2 separate regions of the Gasterosteus aculeatus genome follow, and region 2 is linked to region 1. The links are chromatin contacts, called in public Hi-C maps. All regions are on one chromosome and are shown on one strand. The core of a region is the stretch at or near the end of the contact, and the rest is flanking DNA. Distances in the headings are between cores, read along the strand shown. Region 1 holds the start of rps16 (ribosomal protein S16). Region 2 overlaps ppp1r12a (protein phosphatase 1, regulatory subunit 12A).

Region 1 (4,358 bases), core at 921-3,420:
CCCACGCGCGGGGCGAGATGGGAGGGAGAAGTGGAGGGTCGAACGCCAAGAGCGAGATGGAACAAGAGAATGATGGAGCAGATTGTGTGGGCGAGCTGAGTGTGTGTGCCAGATCAGCTTCACCAATTCAACGTTTCGAGGGCAGGTTTGAGCAGCTCAACAATAAGCGTCGCTGGAATACATAATGAGGCCTTTGGGGGGGGGGGTGGAATGGCATATAACGACCCATTTAGCCGCAAGAAAAAAGCCACAGAAGTTGAATAATGACACGTAACAAGAGTTATTATCCTGAATGTCGATTGTTCTAAATCTTGCAAGAAGATCAAAAATAAAACATACGTTTTACCAAATCAGCTGGTTTCAGTCGTTCACTTCAGCACGAAAAACATTACATAATATTGGATCCATCGATTGGTGGCCGTCAAAAAATGTTAAAGCCAGGAAGAAAAAAACCCTTTATCTAATTAACCTTTTTGGCTGGATGTAAAATCCTACTCCAATACATTTCAGTTATTATGCAGTTGTGTTGTATAGTAACTGTAAATCTCATAGTGATACTGTTGACTTTTCCTAACTTTTGCCCACTCAATGTAGTATTTCATGCCACTTAAAGAAATTGAGTCCAGAAAGACGCAGCTCCACTATACCCATAGCGGAGCATTGCATTCTGGGAGAGGAGAAAATATATCTGCAGCCTTGAGCCCGCTCGCTTCAGCATTATCCCGTGGCTCCAGCGCCGAGGCCAGATGGAAGTTGACTGAGCGTGGGACAGCTGCAGGGCCCGCTGCTATGTGGTAAATGCGTGCTGAAATAGCCAAATTAATGGAAGGGGCTCAAGTCCAAACCAGGGTTCAATACCAGGCTGCCTTTTAGTGGTGTGAGCCGTCCCCCGCTCAGGCAAACATCAATATTTACTGCTGCCATGGCACAGAGACAGGCGGGGAAAAGAGCGGCTCATGGGTCCACCACCTTAGGGCTGTTGGTTCTCAGAAGTAGGCTTGAAAGATGGCCGATGCACTGGGGGGTGACGTAAGCGAGAACTATGGAAGGGTCCCCGCACATGTGTATAAAAGGCAAGACCTGTTGCAGGATTACGGTCCTCCAGCTCCCCTCTCTGACGGGACACTTTTCTAAGTTGTCAATCCGGAGAAGTTTTCTCTCGTTGCCGTGGCGACCGCACTTGTTTGCACCTCATAACCCCTCCGCAACCCCTCCCGCCCGCCTCGGCTTCTCTGCCTACCGGGTTTAGCAGATCTCTTCTCCTTCTGCTCAGGGGGACTTCAATTAACCAGCAACACTCTTTCAACCACCGCAAAGGCCTATTATGGTCAACCGGGCCGCCGCCGCGGGCCGGGAACGGCATCTCCTTCCCCTGTAAATCTGAGAGCGCCGCCTCATGCTCACGGTGCTGTGACAAGACGAGGTCGAGGGGTCGCGCCTCCAGGTGATGTGTTTCCATAAGGCCGCGGAGAGGAAATGCACATATATGGTGTGGTCTTTATTTATTGCCAGCTCTCTGGCTTTAGTGCAGACTCTTCTCCTCCCGTGAGCTCGTCTTTGAAAGCACCGAGGCTCGGTGCGTCCGACTCGGGTAGAAAATGTGGGATTTAAGCGCCTCGGAGTCGTGGAGAACATTTTCATTTTAACAGAATGAGTTGCAATGTGATGAGGTGAGGTTTTTGGTCCTCCACCCCAGTAAGTTAATGTCTTGAAAATCTCAAATAAACTTCTAAAGCTCCCTTCACGCCCTTATTTTGACGTCCAGGCAGCTGCTCGGCACGAAGCACCGATGGGAGTACGCATTCCCTCCGACAAATACAAGAAGCCAGGTGCCATTTCCCCCGTGGGCTCAACTATTAACACCAGTGTTTTAGTAGTAGATGTAGAGGCATAGGTAGGCACTGCACACATGACTCACATCGCTCAAGTAATTGTGTTAGTAAAAGCCACTTGGGGGTGGTGTTGTGCAGATATTGTGAAAAGTGGATGAGGATCAGTTTATGGTAGCTTTAATGTGATAATAAGTTTCATGTGCAGGATATTTTTATTCAAATCAATCTAAAATCTACATTTAAGTAGTTAGCTAACGTTATTACATTACTACAAGTATCCATTTAAAGATTTCTTTTGCAACAGTATCCCAATCCGTCCCCCAGTTGGCAGCAGAACAGTGCTGCTTCATCTGGTTTTTGTTCTTTGGACAGCTACTTGTAATCATCTGAACATGCAATCCATCTTTCCAGGTATAGAGATTTACTATTTCCAAATGTTTCTAAATTGTTTACCATACTTGATTGTTGATAGTGTAAGAGTACAATGCAATATTTCTATGGTTTGGCTTTGTGTAATGAGGTTTTATGTGTGGACTTTTAGGTTTGTTTACTGTGTTGCTGTGTTACGAAAGAGGCTCCCATGTTCGGTCACAACTCAAAGACCAAAATAACTGTGATGTGAAAAATTGAAAAATTACGATTGATTAAAACATTTTATAGAATAAGCAGATTTTCCCACCAATGCACAAGCAAATCGCTTTACTGGTACAGTGTATTTACCATTTAAGGCGGTATTCATTCATTGAGTAAAATGATCATGGTTTTACTACCTACTCTCTAACTTTGTATTGGTTGTTCTTTTCACCATTACTAATTATTTCACCATACACTGTTTGTTATTTTTATTAACTGTCAAGGGACTGCAGATGCAAATTAGAAGATCTCCATTTAGGGGTGAATATTGTCATGTGTGCAGAAACGGAACTGTAGAATGCAGGTTAAGCGGCAGCAACTGTCGTAAAACCTGCTCCAAAGCACGCTTCAGGTGTCGTGCAACAGCCCCTGATTTTCTCATTCTGAAACCCCGTCGGTCTCTCCGTACGGCATCCTAGCTGAAGACGGTATGTTTGTCAGGCTGATCCGCCTAAACAGTTAAAATCATATATTTTCCTTGGTTTGCGGTGTAACACATTTCCTTTCGTGTTTCAGAAACATGCCAGCAAAAGGTCCTTTGCAATCTGTCCAGGTTTTTGGACGTAAAGTAAGTAAAATAAATTGTATTTTAACATGTGGCGGTGTGGCTATCCTGTCTTGCTAGCGCATATTAGCTACTTTAGCTATCACGATTCGGTAGCGTGGCCGTCAAACACCGTATAATGGAGGCCTGCAGTGCTCTCCGCGTCACGTTACTCTGTTTAAAGCTACGACGCCGTTCTAAGTGTCCGTAAAGCACACGGGATATTGTTGCTGTAGTCAAAGTCTCCCGGTTTATCGGCACGGTGGTACTGGATCGGAGCTTAGCTCGCTAGGTTAGCTAACGTTAGCTAGCTAGCTAGCTAGCCTGCCTGGCTGCTAGCAATAGTTGTGCTTTTTTACCATGTCAACGTTCAATGTAGAATAACGTTACCGCTCCCTAAACAGACATGTACTGTTATTTCTTAATATAAGAAGCCTGGAATCGTAACCCGAGAAGTTGTGCTTACTCTTGTAACGTTACTTAATGTTTTGCATTGATACTGAATGCTACGAGAGTCGTGTAATACATGTGCAACGTTAGCCGACGTACAGATCCGGCATCGATCCAACAATCTTGTATTTCTAAGGTATCTTACGATGATGCTTCTGTCCACAGAAAACCGCCACAGCAGTTGCTCACTGCAAGAGGGGAAATGGCCTGATCAAAGTGAACGGCAGACCCCTGGAGATGGTGGAGCCTGCCACCCTCCAGTACAAGGTGAGTCCGTATGGGAGGTGGTCGGCTTCATGGTGCACATGGCTGATGGGGGGGGGGGGGGGGGGGGGCAGGCACCGCGTTCAATATCTGTAATCAATGGGACACAGAGCTCCATGGCAAGGGTGGCCAGTTTTAACCTGCAGCCAACACACTGCATTTTAAAACGATATAAAGTGGTGCGTTACAGCCCGTGGCCTAGCTAACATCTGGTAAACAAAAGCTACTTCAAAGGGTTTGTTATTGCGGATGTTTGTGTAAATCCTGCTGTCCTTTTCGATGCTAGTGGAGGAATACGTTTCTGCAGGGTTTTGTTTCCACAGCTGGGATTTCCGGTATTCTGCCAAAATACACACACCTGACTTAATCCTGATTACAATGGTTGTCATTATGTGCTTTTTAGCTTCTGGAGCCAGTGCTGTTGCTGGGAAAGGAGCGTTTTGCTGGTGTTGACATCAGAGTTAGAGTGAAGGGTGGTGGACATGTGGCTCAGATCTATGGTAAGAATTCTAAAATATTCTGTGTCATTGTATATCCATTAGCAGATATCACGTCTTAGGACATATAACCTTTTCTGACCTGCATTGTTACTGTCTTCCAGCTATCCGTCAGGCCATCTCCAAATCCCTGGTTGC
Region 2 (4,051 bases), core at 414-2,913, 44 kb before region 1:
CAGTTAGTTCCAACAATGAGAATTGATTTAAAAAGGACATTTTAGACCTCCCCGTCTCCGAACGCGCTTTCATCGATTGCTCAGAGGCTTCAACGTTTTGCTTTGTTGAAATGTTCCATCCAAAATCAAAGAAACGGCTCTGGAGTCTCTGCATTTACTGAGTGGGAAACATCTAAATCCCTAGTCTGGATTAAGTGGTTTTCATTTGGACCTTGAATGCATCACGTAAACTGCAGCAGAGCAGGGACACACACACACACACACAGTCAGGACAGGTGGGTGTAGAGAGGGCGGGGCCCCAGGCGAGAGGAGGCTGGTGTACCTGCGGTAAATGCTGTAAGACTGGTAGTGGGAGGTGGGCGGCTGCCAGGGTTTAGTGTTACAGGCGTTAGGGTCCAAGCTGGAGGTGGACGAAGACTTGGCCGGCACGTCCCGCGTGCTGCCGCTCCGCCCTAGTGCTAGCGTGTGGGACGTGCTGGCGTGTTGGCAGGCGGGTGGGTGGAGAGAGGCATGTTAGCGGAGGAGGTGCACACACACACGGACATAGATATAACGTAACAGACGCACACATTTTTAGACTATTAAGCTTTGACAAACTACTGGTGCGTCCATGTCATATGTGGGTCGAAGCAACAGAGGTTCTGAATGTCGTTTTCAGAGCAAATTAAAGCTTTTTCCCCACATGACATGCAACACGTGTCCGGGTCTGGGTTTTGTGCCACAGGCGACTCTGAATTCGATTTTGATTGACGGGTCTATAGGCCCGTTAAAAACGTAATGAGCAAACTCAGTGGCACAGCAAACCAGACAGGTACAGTCATGCAATAGACTGCGTGTCAGCGAGGAGAGAAAAGCCTTCTCAGCAGCATCAAAAGCAAAATATACACGAGGGGACAGACAGGCGACCGTCGAGCAAGAAGTGTGGTGGGGAGGGGGGGGGGGTTTACCTGCGCTGGTAGCTGGGGGTTCGGTTGGTGGAGGCGCTTCCCTCGCTGTTCTTCAGGTCGTCGTCCCAGCGCCGCCGGGTGTACGAGCCGCTGCGTTTCAGCGCGGTGGAGTCCCTGGAGAACCACAAGCTACATTAGCACCTCAGGCTTTTCCCCCCCCCCCACACACACACACACACACACAGCAGCGACGTGTTGAAAAGATAAACCGATAAAAACCTCAGCCCCGTTAGACTTAAATTCTACCCTTTCCTGAGATCGTTTGAGGTACACTGCCTGCAACGGGCAGCAGGGGGCGTGTTTGCACCGAGCCGCTGGGCTGACGGGATTCACCTGTTCTCCTTCTCGTCGATGTCCGACGTACTGGCGAGCCTCCTGGGAACGTTGGGCGCCACGTAGGCAAGGCGACTTCCTTTATCCTTTTCCTGGAACCCCAAGGAGAAAAAAGGACCTTTGTTATGGTTCTATAAACTGTATTTATCAAACAGCACCTAGTTTATCTTCCATTTTCACACACATGCCATAATGATGCGAGCGGATATTTTATGGCTTAAAAAAAAAAAGAGTTGATATTCAAGTTGACCTTCTCCTTGTCTTTGTTGTCCAGCGAGGAGGAGAGGCGAGGGCTCGAGGCCGAGCGCATCACGCCGGTCGTGTCCTTCTCCCGCTGAGCCTCCTTGGTGGCGGTGATCTCGGCCAGCGCCCCGTAGCTTCCCGTCTTCCTCAGGCCAAGCCGCCACGACGCCGGAGACTCGTCCTTCCTGTCGTCCTCCACTTTAGTCGACGCCTTTCCAGCAGTGGGCTGAGAGGGGGGGGGGGGGGGGGCAGAGGTTTAGTGTGCCCATCGAACAGCACTGTATAGCATGTTATGTCTCATCGGTGAGTCACACAAAGGGCGATCAGGTCGAGCAGTTTGGATTAATCACCTGGGGGCTGCACAGTGGAGACCATTAGGAGGACGTTGTTGTGTGTGGAGCGGGAGGGGGGGGTCATGCCAGTTAATAAATCAATTGATCGTTTTCACGTCTTTTAAATTACATTTATATATTCTTAAGAACCGATTGATACGTGGCCACGTAAGGAAAAAACACAGAAGCAACTCAGACACACAAGAGCACAACCGGGACGGCCCTTCTTCGTCATTGTTGTTGTTGTTGTTTAAGTGCACACGACACCACGGCGGGTTGATGAGTTAAAGCCGGCATCGGGGCGGTTAGGAGGTTGGTGAGTACTTTGCCCGTGCACAGCGGCATGTAGGATGAGCGAACCGCTGCCTCACCGTGGGGTTTTTTGGCGCTAGAGAAATGCCGGTTTTGCGCAAGCCTCGACGCCACACCGCAGGACAGCCCGGCTCCGCCACGAGCACGAGGGGAGTAATACAATCAAACTAAAGCCCCGCGGGACCAGAGCCCGGGATGAGGTGGGGGGGAGAGGGGGGACACGCGGAGAGAGAGAGAGAGAAGGGTAAGGAGGAGGTTGATACAGAGGGGGGAAAAAAAAGGCCAGAATAAGACAGAAAGCAGCAAAAGAAACACTTTAAGGCAAAGGACTCTTAAGCTGTAGTCACACCACACAATGCTTACTGCCAGGGAGGGGGGAGGGAGGGGAGGGAGGGGGAATAAGGGACGGATCCGACAAACGTTTGTGTCAAACACCTGGATGTTGTTAGGGTTGTGCAGAACTCTTGTTAGAGCGAAGACGTTGTGACTTCAGAGCGAGGAGATCACAGTGAGAATAGAAGCAGAAAGAAACGAAGGCTCTGATGGTCACTGACTATTAATGAACAGAAGCCTCTTCAGGCTTGTGAGGATGATGCTGTCCCGTATGGCACAGAGGGAACGCCATGAGCTGCAGGGGTTTAGATTTTAGTTCTGAATGTCAACTTTGAGCTGCCTTTAACGTGCTACAAAAATAAAGCGGATTATCCTCGTCGCATGAAGTATTCCTTTGGACGTATGAAGCGCTCAGCGGGTTTCATGCTTGGCCTCCTCCTGCCAGAGGACTCAACAGTGGAAAACTCCCCCGTCCCGTCACGAATCGTCCCCGCGATCGAAAGCCACCGACGATTAGCCGTAAATGTCGCTTTTGCCCCCCCCCCCACCCCCCTCCCTCTCCAGTGACATTTGTTAGCTCGTTGCACTGCAGCGCAGAGACCCGGTGACATGAGGGGGGGGGCGACTATCTCTGCGACAGACGGGAGTGTGAACTGCAACCCCCCCCCTCCTCCACCGGCAACCTCAGCCGACTGTGAAATTAGGTTTGTGTTGAAGGGGGAGGAAAACTAAATGGATGATGAATTTCCCTGATTTGTGTACAGAACGAAGGCTCTGACGTGACTCCCAGAGCAGCGGCGAGAGACTCCTGGAAGTGGATTAGCGCCGCCGCCGCATCACGGCTCTGCTGCAGCGCTTTGTTTCCCGTTTAGTTTTTTTATTCTATTTTTAATCATAAAAACCGAAATCGGCTGCTGATTTGAATGACACGTGGTTTCTTATTAGAGCCGAACTCTTGTCCGGCAGGTCGCACCTTCTTCACCGGCGAAGTGGGGGTTGTCACCTGGTTGGTTGGGCTGGTCGGAGGAGACGCGGGGGCGCTGGCAGGGGGGGGCGTCGTGCTGTTGCTCACCGACGCCGAGGTCTTGCTCTTGTCTGGAGGGATTGGAGCGAGATGGGGAGAGGGTGTGTGAGTCAGACGGCAATTAACCAAAACAAGGGTCAAATGTGATCTAAACACACACACACACACACACACACCTGCTTCAGTCTCCGACTCGGAATCCTCGTCGTCCTCTTCCTCGCTGGAGCAGCTGGATTCGTCCTTCTTCCCCTCCTCCCCTTCATCCACCTTCTCTGGTTCCAAGGTCTCGATGCGTGGGGCGATCTTCTCCGGCTCCAGAAGCAGCGTTTCTTTGCTGAAGCACAGAGAGAAACACACAACGCACACCATCAGTACCGAACTACAGCATCACAGTACTTTTGGAAGAGAGCGTAAAAATACACGTCCAGATAAGACTATAAATATTCAGACGTCTACTTAAGCCTTTGCTTTAGTTTAGCTTAATAATCTTAAAACTAATTTAGTGGGAGAGTTTACCTGTTGAGTGG

What was found. A called contact is a pair of places that touch in the nucleus more often than the background predicts.
Region 2: a Hi-C map of tail fin shows a contact between it and region 1, with 2.3 times the contacts expected there. The contact joins the enhancer-like site here to the promoter of rps16 in region 1. A contact is called at or near these places in 3 of 6 Hi-C or Micro-C datasets (skeletal muscle and tail fin).

The regions. Positions count from the first base shown.
Region 1 is chr4:33,471,553-33,475,910 of fGasAcu3.hap1.1, reverse strand. It overlaps rps16 (ribosomal protein S16), which reads left to right and starts at 2,170. Exons shown (of 7, transcript XM_040175061.2): 1 at 2,170-2,243; 2 at 2,749-2,893; 3 at 2,982-3,033; 4 at 3,625-3,726; 5 at 4,127-4,223; 6 at 4,325-4,358. The coding sequence starts at 2,986.
Region 2 is chr4:33,515,658-33,519,708 of fGasAcu3.hap1.1, reverse strand. ppp1r12a (protein phosphatase 1, regulatory subunit 12A) reads right to left here. Exons shown (of 26, transcript XM_078100484.1): 7 at 4,041-4,051; 8 at 3,701-3,858; 9 at 3,504-3,595; 10 at 1,531-1,749; 11 at 1,281-1,372; 12 at 948-1,061. Among protein-coding and RNA genes, the nearest start is that of pawr, 14 kb to the left of the region's middle. Within about 2 kb of position 1,663, at least 1 of the 9 cell types and tissues checked has open chromatin away from gene starts, as enhancers often do.